Regions from separate parts of the Mus musculus genome. Here all the other regions are linked to region 5. Evidence: chromatin contacts called from public Hi-C and promoter capture Hi-C data. All regions are on one chromosome and are shown on one strand. Each heading gives the region's core, a stretch centred on a gene start, on an enhancer-like site or on the middle of the called end of the contact. The rest is flanking DNA. Distances are from core to core; before and after follow the strand shown. Region 1 holds the start of Arl4a (ADP-ribosylation factor-like 4A). Region 2 holds the start of Lsmem1 (leucine-rich single-pass membrane protein 1). Region 3 holds the start of Immp2l (IMP2 inner mitochondrial membrane peptidase-like (S. cerevisiae)). Region 4 holds the start of Dock4 (dedicator of cytokinesis 4). Region 5 holds the start of Pnpla8 (patatin-like phospholipase domain containing 8).

What was found. Promoter capture Hi-C pulls out the DNA fragments that hold promoters and counts their contacts. Hi-C and Micro-C count contacts between places; a contact is called where the count stands out from the background.
Region 1: a Hi-C map of regulatory T cells shows a contact between it and region 5, with 4 times the contacts expected there. The contact joins the promoter of Arl4a here to the promoter of Pnpla8 in region 5. A contact is called at or near these places in 2 of 39 promoter capture datasets (liver and pre-B cells) and 7 of 484 Hi-C or Micro-C datasets (CD4 T cells, CD8 T cells, the G1E-ER4 cell line and 2 more).
Region 2: a promoter capture Hi-C map of pre-B cells shows a contact between it and region 5. The contact joins the promoter of Lsmem1 here to the promoter of Pnpla8 in region 5. A contact is called at or near these places in 2 of 39 promoter capture datasets (the C10 cell line and pre-B cells).
Region 3: a contact with region 5 is called in a Hi-C map of muscle stem cells, with 4 times the contacts expected there. The contact joins the promoter of Immp2l here to the promoter of Pnpla8 in region 5. A contact is called at or near these places in 3 of 39 promoter capture datasets (cranial neural crest, liver and pre-B cells) and 8 of 484 Hi-C or Micro-C datasets (CD4 T cells, CD8 T cells, LSK cells and 4 more).
Region 4: a promoter capture Hi-C map of pre-B cells shows a contact between it and region 5. The contact joins the promoter of Dock4 here to the promoter of Pnpla8 in region 5. A contact is called at or near these places in 2 of 39 promoter capture datasets (liver and pre-B cells) and 3 of 484 Hi-C or Micro-C datasets (CD8 T cells, muscle stem cells and pre-B cells).

What each region holds. Positions count from the first base shown.
Region 1 is chr12:40,036,645-40,039,344 of GRCm38.p6, forward strand. Arl4a (ADP-ribosylation factor-like 4A) reads right to left here and starts at 1,343. Exons shown (of 2, transcript NM_001039515.1): 1 at 1,194-1,343; 2 at 1-189. The coding sequence starts at 102. Arl4aos (ADP-ribosylation factor-like 4A, opposite strand) reads left to right here and starts at 1,433. Exons shown (of 3, transcript NR_166749.1): 1 at 1,433-1,861.
Region 2 is chr12:40,197,920-40,200,619 of GRCm38.p6, forward strand. It overlaps Lsmem1 (leucine-rich single-pass membrane protein 1), which reads right to left and starts at 1,396. Exons shown (of 4, transcript NM_001033437.2): 1 at 1,288-1,396.
Region 3 is chr12:41,022,695-41,025,394 of GRCm38.p6, forward strand. Immp2l (IMP2 inner mitochondrial membrane peptidase-like (S. cerevisiae)) reads left to right here and starts at 1,396. Exons shown (of 7, transcript NM_053122.4): 1 at 1,396-1,451; 2 at 1,867-1,939.
Region 4 is chr12:40,444,687-40,447,409 of GRCm38.p6, forward strand. It overlaps Dock4 (dedicator of cytokinesis 4), which reads left to right and starts at 1,367. Exons shown (of 53, transcript NM_172803.2): 1 at 1,367-1,708. The coding sequence starts at 1,672. It overlaps Zfp277 (zinc finger protein 277), which reads right to left and starts at 1,104. Exons shown (of 12, transcript NM_178845.3): 1 at 980-1,104. The coding sequence starts at 1,073. Gm40406 (a long non-coding RNA gene) reads right to left here and starts at 973. Exons shown (of 2, transcript XR_872699.3): 1 at 1-973.
Region 5 is chr12:44,267,725-44,270,424 of GRCm38.p6, forward strand. Pnpla8 (patatin-like phospholipase domain containing 8) reads left to right here and starts at 1,430. Exons shown (of 10, transcript NM_026164.2): 1 at 1,430-1,577.

The DNA of each region.
Region 1 (2,700 bases), core at 93-2,592, 4.2 Mb before region 5:
TGTCTTTCCAGCACAGTCCAAACCCAGAATAACAATGTGAAAGGACTGAAAGGACGGCAGGCTGGACAGGATGGAAGTCTGGTCTGACAGTCCATTCCCCATTTCCAGCTGCAAATGGTGTCTCAAACTGAACGCGTTCTTCTTATCTGCTTACAATTTCTCTTCCTGGGTGATCGGGCTACGCGATTGCTGGGGAGGAAATGAGTAAGTTATTACTGTGAGCACATTAAAAATGGGGTTTCTCTACTTTCGCCAAAAATAAGCACATGAGGGACTTAATAAAACTTGCTGTGAGTAAACACACCAGATGAGGTAGTAGATGTATTCAATCCAAAACAAACGATGCCTAACTGTCACCCAAAGGCTTTCTTCGATCCACTCTAACTGCAGTAACGTGTACTTTTCTCTATTCTCTACGATCCCCGAACCTCAAAAGCTCATTCTGAAGACAACCCAGGCGCCACTATCTGGTGCCGGTCACCGTATCCACCACTAAAGTGCCTTTTCTTAGCAGAAAACTCAAAAAAAGCAGCCCTATCTGGGAGATCTAACCAGGCACGTCTCACCCGGCACCCAGGCTCACTTTCCTGGCTCCGTCCCCGCTACCAAAGCTCTCACCTCCCGGGCTGGAGTCGGGATTCCAATGGAGGGACATTGGCTGATGTGTCTCTCTCTCTCTCCCCGCGAGGAACACGCCACAGCTCCTCTCAACCGAGACCTCCGCGCCGCTCTGGCGGACGCCCCACAGGGAAGCCCAGACTCGGCCTCTGGCCACGCCCACCCTCACGGCCCACCCAGGCCCCGCGATCCCATTGGTCAGCGCGTCAGGGCCGCCCTGCCACTCCCGCCCCGGCGCCCTAATTGGCAAGGGTGCCTGCCACTCCCAGGGCGGCAGCGCCAGGGCTCGCTCTCGGCCCTCCGGCACCACCTGTTGCCCTGAGTGGGAAACGAGCAGGCATCGCAAAGGACGCCGAGCCCCTGCTGCAGGTCCGGTCGCTCGGCCGCCTCGCGCACCTGCAGCATGGGCCACGGTGACGCGGCCCTACGCGGCGGGAGCGGCCCACCGCGCCTCAGCTCGCCGTGCGCCCAGGCTCGCTGGGCCGCGCCAGCCCCTCTACACACCGAACGCCTCCGGCAATACTGCCTCCGCCCCGCCGCAGGCCTCTTCTCCAACATGACCCCGCGCCACTCACCTGGCTGACGGTCCTCCGTCGTCCCGCCTCCGCGGCTGTCAGCCGCCGGGGAGTCTGTCCCCGGGCAGCGGCGAGGCCTGACGGCGGCCGGGCCGACGCCGCGCGCCAGCCGGGCTAACGGTGCTCGCCAGCCTCGCTCCGGGCCGCGGCTCCGCCCCTCGCGCCGCGCCTGCCCGCGGGGGTCGCGCGCGCGCGTGCTGGCCGCGTCTCCTAGCAACGCCCAAACAAGGTCACGTTCCAACCCTTTCGGCGCCCGCCGCCGGCGCAGACGGGCGGGGCTTCGGCCGCGGGTTCTCGGTCTTTCTGCCGCCCCAGGCTGGGTGCGGGAGGGCGTCGCCGGTACCGCCCCTCTTCCTGTCACCCTAGGGCGGCCTCTGGGCGACCGCGGTGTTGATTCAGGGTCCTTGATGTTGGAGGACACTGGCCGGGTGGGTCCCTTACGTCACGTCACAAGGCAGCCTGGGGGAGTCTGCGCTGCCGCCCTCCCTAGCATGTGCTGGCTAGGATGGTAGCCTACCTTTTGTAAGCCAAGCGCTACCTCCTAAGTGAGTCTACGCCCCACAAGTTGGAACAGGAACCAATGCCCCTATTAAGGAGGAAGAAACGCACTTTGGAAACGCTAAATATTTCCAGTAGCCCAAGAAGAACGGGTGATGAAGCTGCAGCTGGTAACTTATGACTAGTGGTAAAGCACATTGGGCTCCATAGTGTAATTGTGTACCACTATGTTTGGCCTTAGGAGGCAAACTGTCGTTTTTGTGAATATTCCAGTCTTTGTAAAAACAGAATGAACCAAATTGGTCATGAACCAATTATAAAACGTGACCAGCAATCTTTTAAAGATGTTTAGAAAAACAAACAAAGGGCATTTTAAAGCTTGGTAGAACCTACAAGAAATTTTTATCTGGAAGGCTATAATAATAGTGCAATTTAAAAGTGTATTTTAAACTAGATTCTGGCCAAGCACTTGAGAGGCAGAGGCAGGCAGATCTGGATGCTTCAGGGCCAGCCTGGTCTACATAGAGAGTTGCAGGCCAGCCAAGGCTACGTAGTAAACCGTGACTCAATAGATACATAGATAGATAGATAGATAGATAGATAGATAGATAGATAGATAGATAGATTGTAACTTTCCTAAGAAATTTCCTGATCTTAAAATTACCATAGCCAGTAGTATTTATTTTATGAATAGTAGAAAGGATTGGGCTTCTTTCTGTTGTTTTTGTTTCTTTGTGGTTTAGTTTTTCTGTTGTTTTGTTGTTTTGGTTTTCGGGGCTTGTTTGTTTGGGTTTGGGGTTTTTTGTTTTGTTTTGGTTTGGTTTTTGGTTTTGTTTGTTTGATTTTTGGTTTTGGTTTTCAAGATAGGGTTTCTCTATGTAGCCCTGGACCAGGCTGGAATCAAACTCAGAAATTTGCCTGCCTCTGCCTCCCAAGTGCTGGGATTAAAGGCATGCACCACCCTCACCACTGCTCACCTTATTTCCATTGTTTTTAATAGCTGATATAA
Region 2 (2,700 bases), core at 146-2,645, 4.1 Mb before region 5:
AGAGAGAGAGAGAGAGAGAGAGAGAGAGAGAGAGAGAGAGAGAGAGCAGAAGAAGAAGAAGGAGGAGGAGGAGGAGGAGGAGGAGGAGGAGGAGGAGGAGAAGAAGAGGAGGAGGAGGAGGAGGAGGAGGAGGAGGAGGAGGAGAGGAAGACTAGCTACAAAAGTCACTGCTAAAAGGTCCTACTTTTAAAGTAATAGTCCAGTTACTAAACTTTGCTTGCCACAGACTAAGAAGGCGATGCCAAGATAGCTAAGCTACGGAGACATGGCACTAAGCCTGGTAGCCAGAACTCAATCTCCTTCACCTTTGTTCGATGGGAACCAACTCCTGCAACTTGTCCTCTGACCTCCAAGTAAGTGTTGTGGCATAAACATGCCCCGCCCACACACATAATTTAGAATAAAATCTGTCATAAAATTTGTTCAAGATTTTTTTTCTAAATCTAAAATAGACCAAGTAAATAATGGAGTCCTCTAGAAGGAGACATCTTTACAGCGAGCTCACAATGTTGGTAGATGTTTTTTCAATAAGCCTTTTCAGTGTTGCGACATGTTAAAATGAAAGACAAGCTAGTAGAGGAAAAAAAGGCAGTGTGATTCATGGGCTCCAAGGGCCTGCAGGTGGCTTCTGAGGGACTCTGCCAGTAAACGGATACAAGGACACACCTTGAAAACCAGAACCCACAGCTGTCAACACCAGCCCTTGCTATCTTTGGAAGCTGAAATGAGGGCATTCAGAAACAACCACCGAGGCCGCTGCAGAGTGTCACTACCTATTCCGTGTCGCACTAACTTGGCCTTCCTGCCGAGCTCCACTGGGCAGATTCTTTTCTGATCCTGGAACTCAGACACGTAAGTAGTTTCATTTTCCCGTGTTCTTGATCACTGCTAACAGCTGAGCCTTTCATCATCTAATAATTGCTTGATTCTCTACCAGTAGGACACTTCAACAAATAAAAATTGTCTCTGAAAAAAAAAAACTCATTGTACATTCTCCCTGCAGGTATTGGTATCAAAGCAGAAAACCATATTGTATGCTACGAACTCAGAATTGTTTACCAATGAAGGCTGAACTCAAAGCTTAATACGATGCTTCCTTGAGTGAGCCACGGCCACGTATGAACGGCATTCCTGAGTTCATGCCTCCAAGTCAGGAGGTAATTTTAAAAATCAAGTCTACATCTTTTCTATGAGCAGTCGAAAAGCACAGAATACATGCAATCAAAACCCCAAGGACTCAAAAATCATCATTCGGTCTCAGTAAGAAATAGCATGCAAATTACTTACAAAGACGTGAGCCTCCAATGCTCGGTTTCCTAGAAAAGACAACTACTCAGGAACAACTACAGCCAAACTTTCTACCAGTTCTGTAGTTCGCTCTTAATCTTCCTGCTGCTCACAAGTGCTCCCCTGAGGCCCGTAAACCCAGCACATAATTGGTGGTCTATATTTAGTGTAAATGTAGCCAAGCGATAACAAGATTCCCTGCAGTGGCTTCCGCTCTCATGTCCGAGTTTAAGATACGAATTGGTGAAGCTTTGCTTTAAAACAACAGACCGGCAAGCCTGGATTCAGTTGGTAACTGATGTGGTTCATATGAAGCTCAAGTTGAAAGTCCTTACTCAGTGGAAGTGGCTGTATCGTCTGACAGCACATTTCCTAGCTAGCGCTTCTGCTGTGCTGTGCTCCTGTGTATAAATACCCTGCAGCAGGCAGGAGCTGCCACTGGGACATCTGGTGTGCAGAGACCTCAGTAAACAGGGAGGATAGCTGTGATAACACAACTAGCGGAGTGGCTGATGTGTTAGATTTCCATCCCTGTATCCAAAATAAGTCAGCTTTATACTAGCCCCCCCCCCCGCCCCCCGTTTCAGACCTCTGATCTAGGCTTGCAGAAATAGAAAACATGGTAACAGGTACAGCTGAAAGAAGAGGCTTGAGAGGAAAGGGCCAAAGACTTGTCTTCAACCAAGCCTCACACCTAAAGATCCACCATTCTCCAGCGGTTCCAGGCTGGTGACCATGCAAGCCTTCTACACTTTTCTTTAAGGAGACTTCAGAGATCTAAACTATAGCAGCAGGTCCGGGGACTCCTGGGCTTTCAATTAGCTTTACAAAAAGTGTCTGTGGGTGCAAAGATTGCACACTTCAGCATTCCATCCAAAATGGGCTTCAGAAGCGCACCTGCCTTTTGGAAATAGCAGCCTTGTTTCCTTTCCACAAGTGGCAGGCAGTTTCTGCCCTCTGGTGTACACAATAGGTACTACAGTGAGAGCTGGGGCCTGCAAGCTCCGGGTGCCAGATCACACACAGTTTGGATGAAAACAGACTTGCAGTTGTTTAAGATCTGCCTTCGCTCACAAGTGCCCGCTCATTCTATAGCTCTGTGTGTTCCAGCTTCTCTTACACGGTTCTTTAGGGACATTATTATACTGTCAGAGAACAGGAATCTCACATTTTTTGGTCTTCCCATAGCTTGAGAACCAAGAAGACCATGCACTTGATACCTTTATCATTAAGTGCTGTCACCTGTATTAAAACTAAGCTCAGAAAAAATGAAGATGTTCCCATCATCTAGTCATGCAGGTCAAAAACCAAAACTCTTCTAACTACCCAATCTGTCCCAAATCCCCTATCATCTCAGAAGTACTTGCTTCAGTTTTGATGGCTGTTTTCCCCTTCTTCTAACATTATAACCTC
Region 3 (2,700 bases), core at 146-2,645, 3.2 Mb before region 5:
AAGTAGAGTAATTCATTCAGGAAAAGCCAAGATAAACCAGACTGAATCATTTTCCATTGAGAAGAATTGAGCCAGAACAGCTGAGTTGAATCATCCAGCCATCGCTCAGAAAGAACCAGAAATAGTGAGTTTATTCTGCAGTAAATCTTGGATGCTGAAAATATTCTAGGCCTAGATTAGGTTGTATGGATTCTAGAAACTTTGATGTTTATGTATGTTCATGCCATCCCATACTGTTGGTTCTTCACTGGAACAAACATCTATTTAATTTGGAGTCTCTTTACTGTTAGGGCCCAATCCAATTTGTAAATAGGCTCTGTCATCAGGGGCGGCCTCCAAGATAAAGCACTGGTAGAATCAAACTTACCTCGCAGTAAATATTTTAGATAAGAATAACTGTACCTACATCCTATACAGGAGAGCAATCATGTTTCTTTGGCAGACTTTTGTAATTATTAACTATCAGCCTATCAACCCATTAAAGTCTTCCCCCTTCTCCCCCCCCCCCGCCCCTTTTTTTTTGAGAGAGGTTTACTCTGTGTAGGCCTGGCTGTCCTGGAACTAGCTCTGTAGATCAGGCTAGCAGGCTGGCTTCACCTGCCTCTGCCTTAGCAGTGCTGTGATGACTAAAGGTACGTGCAACCACTGCTCGGCTCCATTTAAGTCTCTTACACTCTCCCATCTTTAGAGTTAATTTTGAATGCTGAGTGTCAGAACATTATGCGCTATGTAAACTTGAGAATGATAGTTCAGCATTATCTAAAAGGGTAAAGCAAGAAAAGATAAAGATACAACTGAGGAGGGCTAGAAAAAGCAAATTAATTTTGTTGTCTATATTCTGTTAGTTACAGTGTTTTTCTAGGTTGTAATTACACAGTTAAGATTTTTTACAATTAACGAGCAAAAGCTTAAGTATATTAAAAAAAACAACCCTAGTTTCTCTGAAGCAAAAAAAAAAAAAAAAAAAAAAAAAGTTCTGGATTTTTTTCTTTTGGCTTGCTAGAGGAAGCAAACCCGAAGTTACCCATGTGCAAACAAAACAATAACAAAACCACAGAACAACACAAGAAGTCCAGTCTGGGTTCCTGGTCTAAGGGAAGAAGCTGAAGATAGCTTCTGATAACTTGCTGCTTTTCCTTGCCCTCTTAGCCATGCCAGGCTTCGACCTAGGGCTTAGACCTAAGGCTTCTAACACTTGGAACCTCTAGACGGTCAGTACCGCCCCCTGATCTGACGTAAACCCAATTCTGGCTGCGGATCCACCTTGAGCCGCGTTTCGGGGGCGGGACTTCCGTAGTAGTAGGCGGAGTCTCCGGCTGCCGCCCAGCTGGGGGTCGGGTCTGGGCGAGCGGCGGCAAAGGGCGGGGCGAGCGGCGGCGGAGGGCGGGGCGTGCCGCGGCGGAGGGCGGAGCGTGCCGCGGGGACTTCCCCTGGGTTGAGCTGCGCAGCGGGTGCGCGGGGAATGGGGCGGCGGGTCCGGGCGGCTTGGCACGCGGGTGGGCTTAAGCAGACCCTCTGTGTCCCCGGCAGGGTCTCTTATCTCCGGCTTCTCCTCCGTCGAGTGGGCGTTGCTGGGAGGTGGGGAGCCGCTCGGCCGCTATCCGCGCGATGGTAGCGAGCATGCGTGCGTGCGCGTGTTCCAGTGAGGCCGCGCGGCTGTCCCCTCAGTTCGTCCTCTTGTCTCCCTCAGTTAGGGAACCCGAACCCCGATCCGGGCGGGTAGCCGACCTCTTCTCCCCGCCCTGGGGGACCCACAGAGCGGCCGGGAGGGAGCGCTGCTCCTGGGGTGGTGAGCAGCTTGTGGGAGCTGCTCAGGCTGGAGCCACGGGATTTTAAAGGACCTGTCTCTGTCATTTTTACTTTTAGGATTTTGGCCAAATTGGGCGAGGGTACAATATTACCACTTACCCCTTCTCACCGAGGAAGAGCGGGAGAAAGGGTAAGTAAGTATTGCTCAGGGGCGGAAGGTGCCAGGACTCTTTTTCGAGTGGGGAAACTACCCTAGGCAACTTGGGTCCAAATTCCACTTTTTATCAGGAACTGGATAACCCACCTTCAAAGGTCACTTGTCCCAAGATCAAGCCTTTCTTCAGGTTCCAGAAGCCCGTAGAGCCGACTGGAAGTTTAGCAGCGTTTTAGACACCTGAGAGAAAACTCATTTCCTTTCAGACCCTCTTTAACCTGGCACATTGATGCTATAGTTCCTCTCAGGTCCCCTGTCTTCCTAGGTAGCATTCAGTAGTTCCTGACACAGTAGGGCCCTAGGTAATCTTGGCTCTGCTTGGCAGTTATCCCTCCGGGGACCTTACATTTTAAAATCTCAACAGTGGGGGAACGCACATGGGGCCACATACAGGCAATTTCATATACTTCTAGTTCTCAGGTCTTTCAGAATTACAGAGGAATTGGGGGAGGTCCTATCTCAGGCATTGAGGTGCTTTTCTGAAAAGCTGAAGTCCTGGGAAGTTGACTGATTTCAAGTTATCATCTCTCTTCATTGGTTCCTCCCTAAGACTTGCCCTTCTCCTAGTCTCTGTCTGGTGATAGGAAACACAGTTCCTTTCAGGTTCGAAACCCTCCAGTTTTACATTCATCTCCGCCAACTTTTACTTAAAACACAGGTTAGCTATAAGCAAGAACAGCAAGCCACAGGCTTGTTTACCCCCGAGAGAAAGCTAGACTTACCCTCAGTGCCCATCC
Region 4 (2,723 bases), core at 117-2,616, 3.8 Mb before region 5:
CCAACTTTATATCTTAAAATGTGGAATTTTGGTGATCTGGAAAAACATAAGTACGGGATATATGGCAAACCCATTGATAGGAATCTCACTCATGGAAAGTGGGAAGAAATTGCACTTTTATTTCCCTGCTACTGAGATAAAAAGCTGTGAAGGTTAAATGGAAAAAACATCAACAAGGACTGAGAACCCAAATTAACCCCCAAAATTAACACTTAAACAAAATGGGTGGGGAGTGGAGCGCGACCAAAAGAAAAGGTAGTCTATGATGAAAGTTTGACTTTTGGTCTCTACAGTGGAACTGAAGAAAGCAGCAAAGTCAGGTTGATACAAAGTAGCTGTGATGAATTTTAAAACCCTATTTTAAATATTCTGTGAGGGCTGGAGTGAATTTAATTCTCTTTTCTCTTTCTCTTAGAATGTAACATCTCCCAGGCTACAGGGCCAAATGATACCTGAGACACACACATCCTTTCCTTTTGAAGAGGACTACAACCTGCAACCAGCAAATAAGTATTAGAGAGCCGTGACGTGACTAGTCTCCAACTTGGAAACCGGTCCCAAACTACATAAAACACCTTCCCAGAGCCAAATTCAGCAAACCGGGGAGAGCGAGGGCTACAAGTCAGGAAATAGCGGCTAATCACAGCTTTACAGTCACACGTGTGCAACCCAGACCTGACCCACACCCACTTGGCGGCAAGTGCAAAGCACAGAATTCCAAACCGGAAGACAGCAAAGGAGCTTTCTCAGAGGCCGGGAAGGCAGCTCTTCACATTTTCTGCTCCCACCCCAAAACAGCTTCAGCCTGGCAACCTCCGTCTGCCCAACCCATATCTCTGGGTCCCGCCCGCGGCTTTTTCCCTGGCACCAAGGTGGTCTCCCAGCCGACCAGCTTCAAAGGTTTGAGCGGCTGCCAGCTGCACCTCGGGCACAGAAGAAGGAAGACAGATCACCCGCGCCTAAGGGACAGCACACTCACCTTCATGATCTGTGTGTCCGATTCCGCCGCGGACCCCGCGGACCCCAGCCTCCCGGGGGTCCACAGGAAGCCCCTGGACCTCACTAGCAGCCATTACCTGGCACAGTAGAAAGGGGCGGGCCGTAGGCGGGGCGGAGCGGTGATACACCAATAAAAACGCGCCTGGGGTCGCATGCCGCCTCACTGAGGGAGTTCCTACACGCCTATGCTGTGCCGTCACATTTTGGACCAATCGATTGTGGCGAGCCTAACTAGGTGCCCCGCCCCCAACCGCTGTAGTCCCGCCTCCTTCCGGAGCCGGGAGCGTAAGAACTACAACTTCCAGCATGCCGCGAGGCAGTGGGTAGGCAGCGCTGGACGGGCGCTGACGGGCGGGGGTGCGCCCGCGAGTGCCCCGGCGTGTTCGCTTAGTTCAGTGAATCAGAACAATGACTGCGCCGCCGGGTCCCCGGGAGCGCGTCGCAGGGCTGTGAGCAGCCGCGGCCGGCAGAGCGGCGGGCGGCTCCGCCTCGGCGGTGTAGTGTCAGTGCCGGCTCCGGAGCCCCGGGAGCAGACCCTGCCCAGCGCCGCAGCCCGCGCGATCCGCTGTGCTCCAGCGACACAGCTGCTCTTCGGGAGCGGTGCATTGTTGTGAGCCACTGGAGGGGCGCGGGGATTGCACAGCCCGGAGCCCCTCAACGCCCTTCATAGCCATGTGGATACCTACGGAGCACGAGAAATACGGCGTGGGTGAGTGCTCGCGGGCGAACTTTTACCACGCTCTGGTCCTTGCCCCCACGCAGCTCGCTCCGCTCCAGGCTGCAAATGCCAGGTCTTGGCATTGCACAGCGGGTCCCGGGCTTGGCCGCACCGGCCTCCGGCTGAGGGGCGAGCACTGGGGGGCTCGCTCCTCACCGTGCACTCGGCGCTCCTCGAACCCGATCCCAGAACGTCCGGACTGCCGCTCCGGTCTCTGCTGGCTGGCGGAGTTTGGAGCGGCCGCGGGGCGTGTTGCGTGTCAAGTTGGAAGGGGAAGCCAACAGGGTTTCTCTCCCTTCTACCCCTGCTGGCCCACAGCGGCAGAGAGCTGGCAGTGGGCTGCTAAGATTTCCCGGGGTGATGAGGGAGACCAGGAACCGGCTGCTAGAATACTCCCAAACAGTAGGGAGGCGCGAAGTCCCTGCGGCTGGGGTCGGCATTCCCAGAGTGCAGAGTGTAGCCCCTGTGACAGACGGAGTCGGGACGTAGCCTCCTTCCTCCCTCGCCTCCCGGGTGTTTGGGGTGTGTGTTGCGAGCAGGGGGGTTGGTAAATTTCAACATCTGTGCTCCTGCGCTCTTTGGTCCTTGGAGGGGAACCGAGATTTTGGCAGGGTTTTTACTTCTGGCCACCTTCTCTACCAGGGAATGAGCGCAGTGGGGGTCATAGAGGCCGGCTGGAAAGTGACGAGGGAGAGGAGGGTCAGAAAGCCTGGCTCTTAGAGGCTGGCAGGCAGCTTTAGGAGAGGACTACCCTGGCACTGATTTGAGAGAAAAAGGAACAGGATAGCATTCACTGTTCTGTGCAAAGGTGAACAACAAAGACCATTAATGTTGACTGATGAATACAGGAGGCTCCCTTCCCTTCCCTCCTCCCTTGTCGGTAGGATTACAGTTCCCGTTTTTGTTGTTTGATTTCAGCTGGGTACCCCCCTCCCCCTTTGACAGTCACTCCTTTTAGGGTTGAGACTATTAAGAAGCCAGGCTCACTGACAAGCCCGAATTGGCC
Region 5 (2,700 bases), core at 180-2,679:
AAGGCATGGTGAGTTACTGACTGCTTGACCAAGATTTAGTTAGGTTCCTTTTATGACTTTTCACAGTACCTGTCATCTTTTGGCCTCTGCCTTGGACCTATCTAAGTCCAGTGTTAGGAGGAATCGTCTAAGTTGATATGAAATTAATCCCCACTCTTGGTATCTGGTCATTCTCATCTTCTCTCACCAAGAATCTGCTTCTTTTCAGCAAGAATGTCTGTTACCTTTGACGTGATGTCATTTCTTAGTAATCTTCCATCCAATGACCACCCCCTTTGCCTACTGTTCTAAACTCTACTCTTTGTTGTGTCAGAACCTGGAGCTGACAGCTCACTATGGTAATAGTTCTGACCTTCTACCATTTCAATAGTGTCAGGGTATTTTAATATTAGTAAATTAATAATAAAAAAATCAAGAGCTAAAGTTATTTCCAAGCCTTTCTTAATTTTTGGAGTACATATTTGAGCTGTTGTGAGGCTATTTAACAGCTAATACACTGCTAGGGTTTACCAGACAGTATGGTAGACACAACCCAATATCATGTGTTAACCAAATGCCTAGTATGCTCATTTACTCTTTTTTCTTTTTTTTCTTTAATTTTTAGGGGAAAGAAACGTCAAGGTCTCCTCATGTAGCCTGCTCTCGCCTCGAGTTTATAGGCCTACTACATTTTTTACCTTTGTAATGTTTAACCTCTGTAATCCAAAGCCCCTTAATTAAAAACTGTCAGTGAATCTGGCAGCACATGTAATGCCCTTCCTAAAGGGCTTTACAATCATTTTCATTTTAAGGGCTGGCCCTCTGCTACTCTTGAAGGTGAACACTGAGGTCCTAATCTGATGGTCTAGTTAACTAGATAGCACTAGACCTGTGGCGGGTTGTAGTTTGCCTCCCTGGTATACAAAAATTTCAACGTGTTGATTACAAGACCATCAAAGGGGTAGTACACGCTAACTCCCACAAGATGGTATATGACAAAGAGCTTTTAAGTTGACAGACCCCGTAGCTGTTCTAGAAACAAAGAGGAGGTATCACCACAGCAGGATCACAGGGTCCAGCCAGGCTGCTCACATCCAGGCTGCGGTTAAAGCGGTTCCCTGGAACCTAGGCAACACAGCGCGCGCAGAGTCTTCTGGCACGCTCAGCCCAGCTGAACTTATTTCTGAACTATTGGTAACCCGCAAGCAAGCAACCAGGCACTCTACTCTGAGACAGCGCTGAGATTAAAAGCCATTGATCTCCGCCTAACCGTCACAACAGATCATAAAAGTAGCACTTGCCCCTTCCGAAGCGGTGCCTCTCCCAAGCACTCAGCTCCAACAAACTCCCCGCCCCTCCCTCTCTCCACAGCCACGCCCTATTACGTAGGCTTAGGAGGGCAGAAGGCAGAAAAACAGGCCCTAGAGCTTGCGTCACTTCCGCTGGGGGCGGGGCGTAGCGGTGGGTGGTGCTGGTCACGCCAGTGTTTGGGGTCCGGGCGCCGCAGCTGCGAGCAGGCCGGGCGGGCCGATGCGGACCTCAGAGCTGGCGGGAGGCGAGTGGCGGCCGCGGCGCCCGTGACTACTGCCTGCGTCCCGGTGAGTGGCCGGAAGGCGGCGGGGTGGCAGGTGGCCTCCGTGGCGTGGGCGCTTCGCCGGGCTCTCCCGCGGGCGTTTCGGAGGCCCGATACGCAGGCCTCGGGGTCCTGGCGGGCGCTTGGCCCCGACGCCCCGATGCCGCGGGCGTGGCCGCCGGGTGTTTTGGTTGGTTGCGCCCCGCCCCCGCCGGTGGTCCCGCCCAGCCCCTCTCTGCAGTGGCACGCCGGGTCCTGAATGGGCTGTTCTCTGGCAGATCACTGGAGACGCGACGTTTTCTCTGATCTACCTCGACCTTGACTGGGCAGCGTGTGCTTTGTGTTTTGGTGGCTGGATATTTTTACTTCTCAGCGATTTGCTTTTTCTTCCCGTCCTATCCCAGTGCGCTGTTGCTTAAGCAGAACCAGATGCGCGTCCCTTTTAAAAGATGAAAAAAACTGTATGAGTCAGCAGGTTGCAGAGCCTCTTGTCACTGTCATTTCTGTCATGATGCTGGGGGCGGGGCGGGGGGTGGTACGACCAGTTTTCACGCCCATTACAGCAATAACTTTAAAGAAAAGTGACCTTCAAGGAATATCTTAGGAGATAGATGTGACATAAGCGGCTATCCTAGAATGCATTTAAAATTACCATTTTCATTTCCAAGTTGTATTATGGACCGAATTCCTGATTGTCAAAAATATATTTCAGGTTCTCAAGGCGGTTCATTACCACAAGGAAATGGGAAGAATGTTTTTAAAAAGTGAGGATTATTATAAAAGTACATAAGAGTGAATTGAAAAGCTTATGTTTTAGTGAAGCAGTCAGTTGTACCAAATTCCATATAGCTATTTTGTGAAATTCGGTATGCATATTAGATGAATCTCCAATATAAAGACCTCGCTTCATAGTTTTTGCTAATTGTTCTATTCTCTATCTTGTTTTGTATTTCTCCATCTAATTTTAAAATCTTGGTAACAGTGGCCCTCTTCATAATGATGTCAGATTAGTGAAAAGGTCAGCTGCACTAGTCTATATTAATACATCCATACTTTCCCATGCAGAATTGATACAAGAACAGTCTGTACTTGAAGTTGTTTTTTTCAGCCAGTAAAGATGGGATTTGTTACTTTATTTGGGGCACATA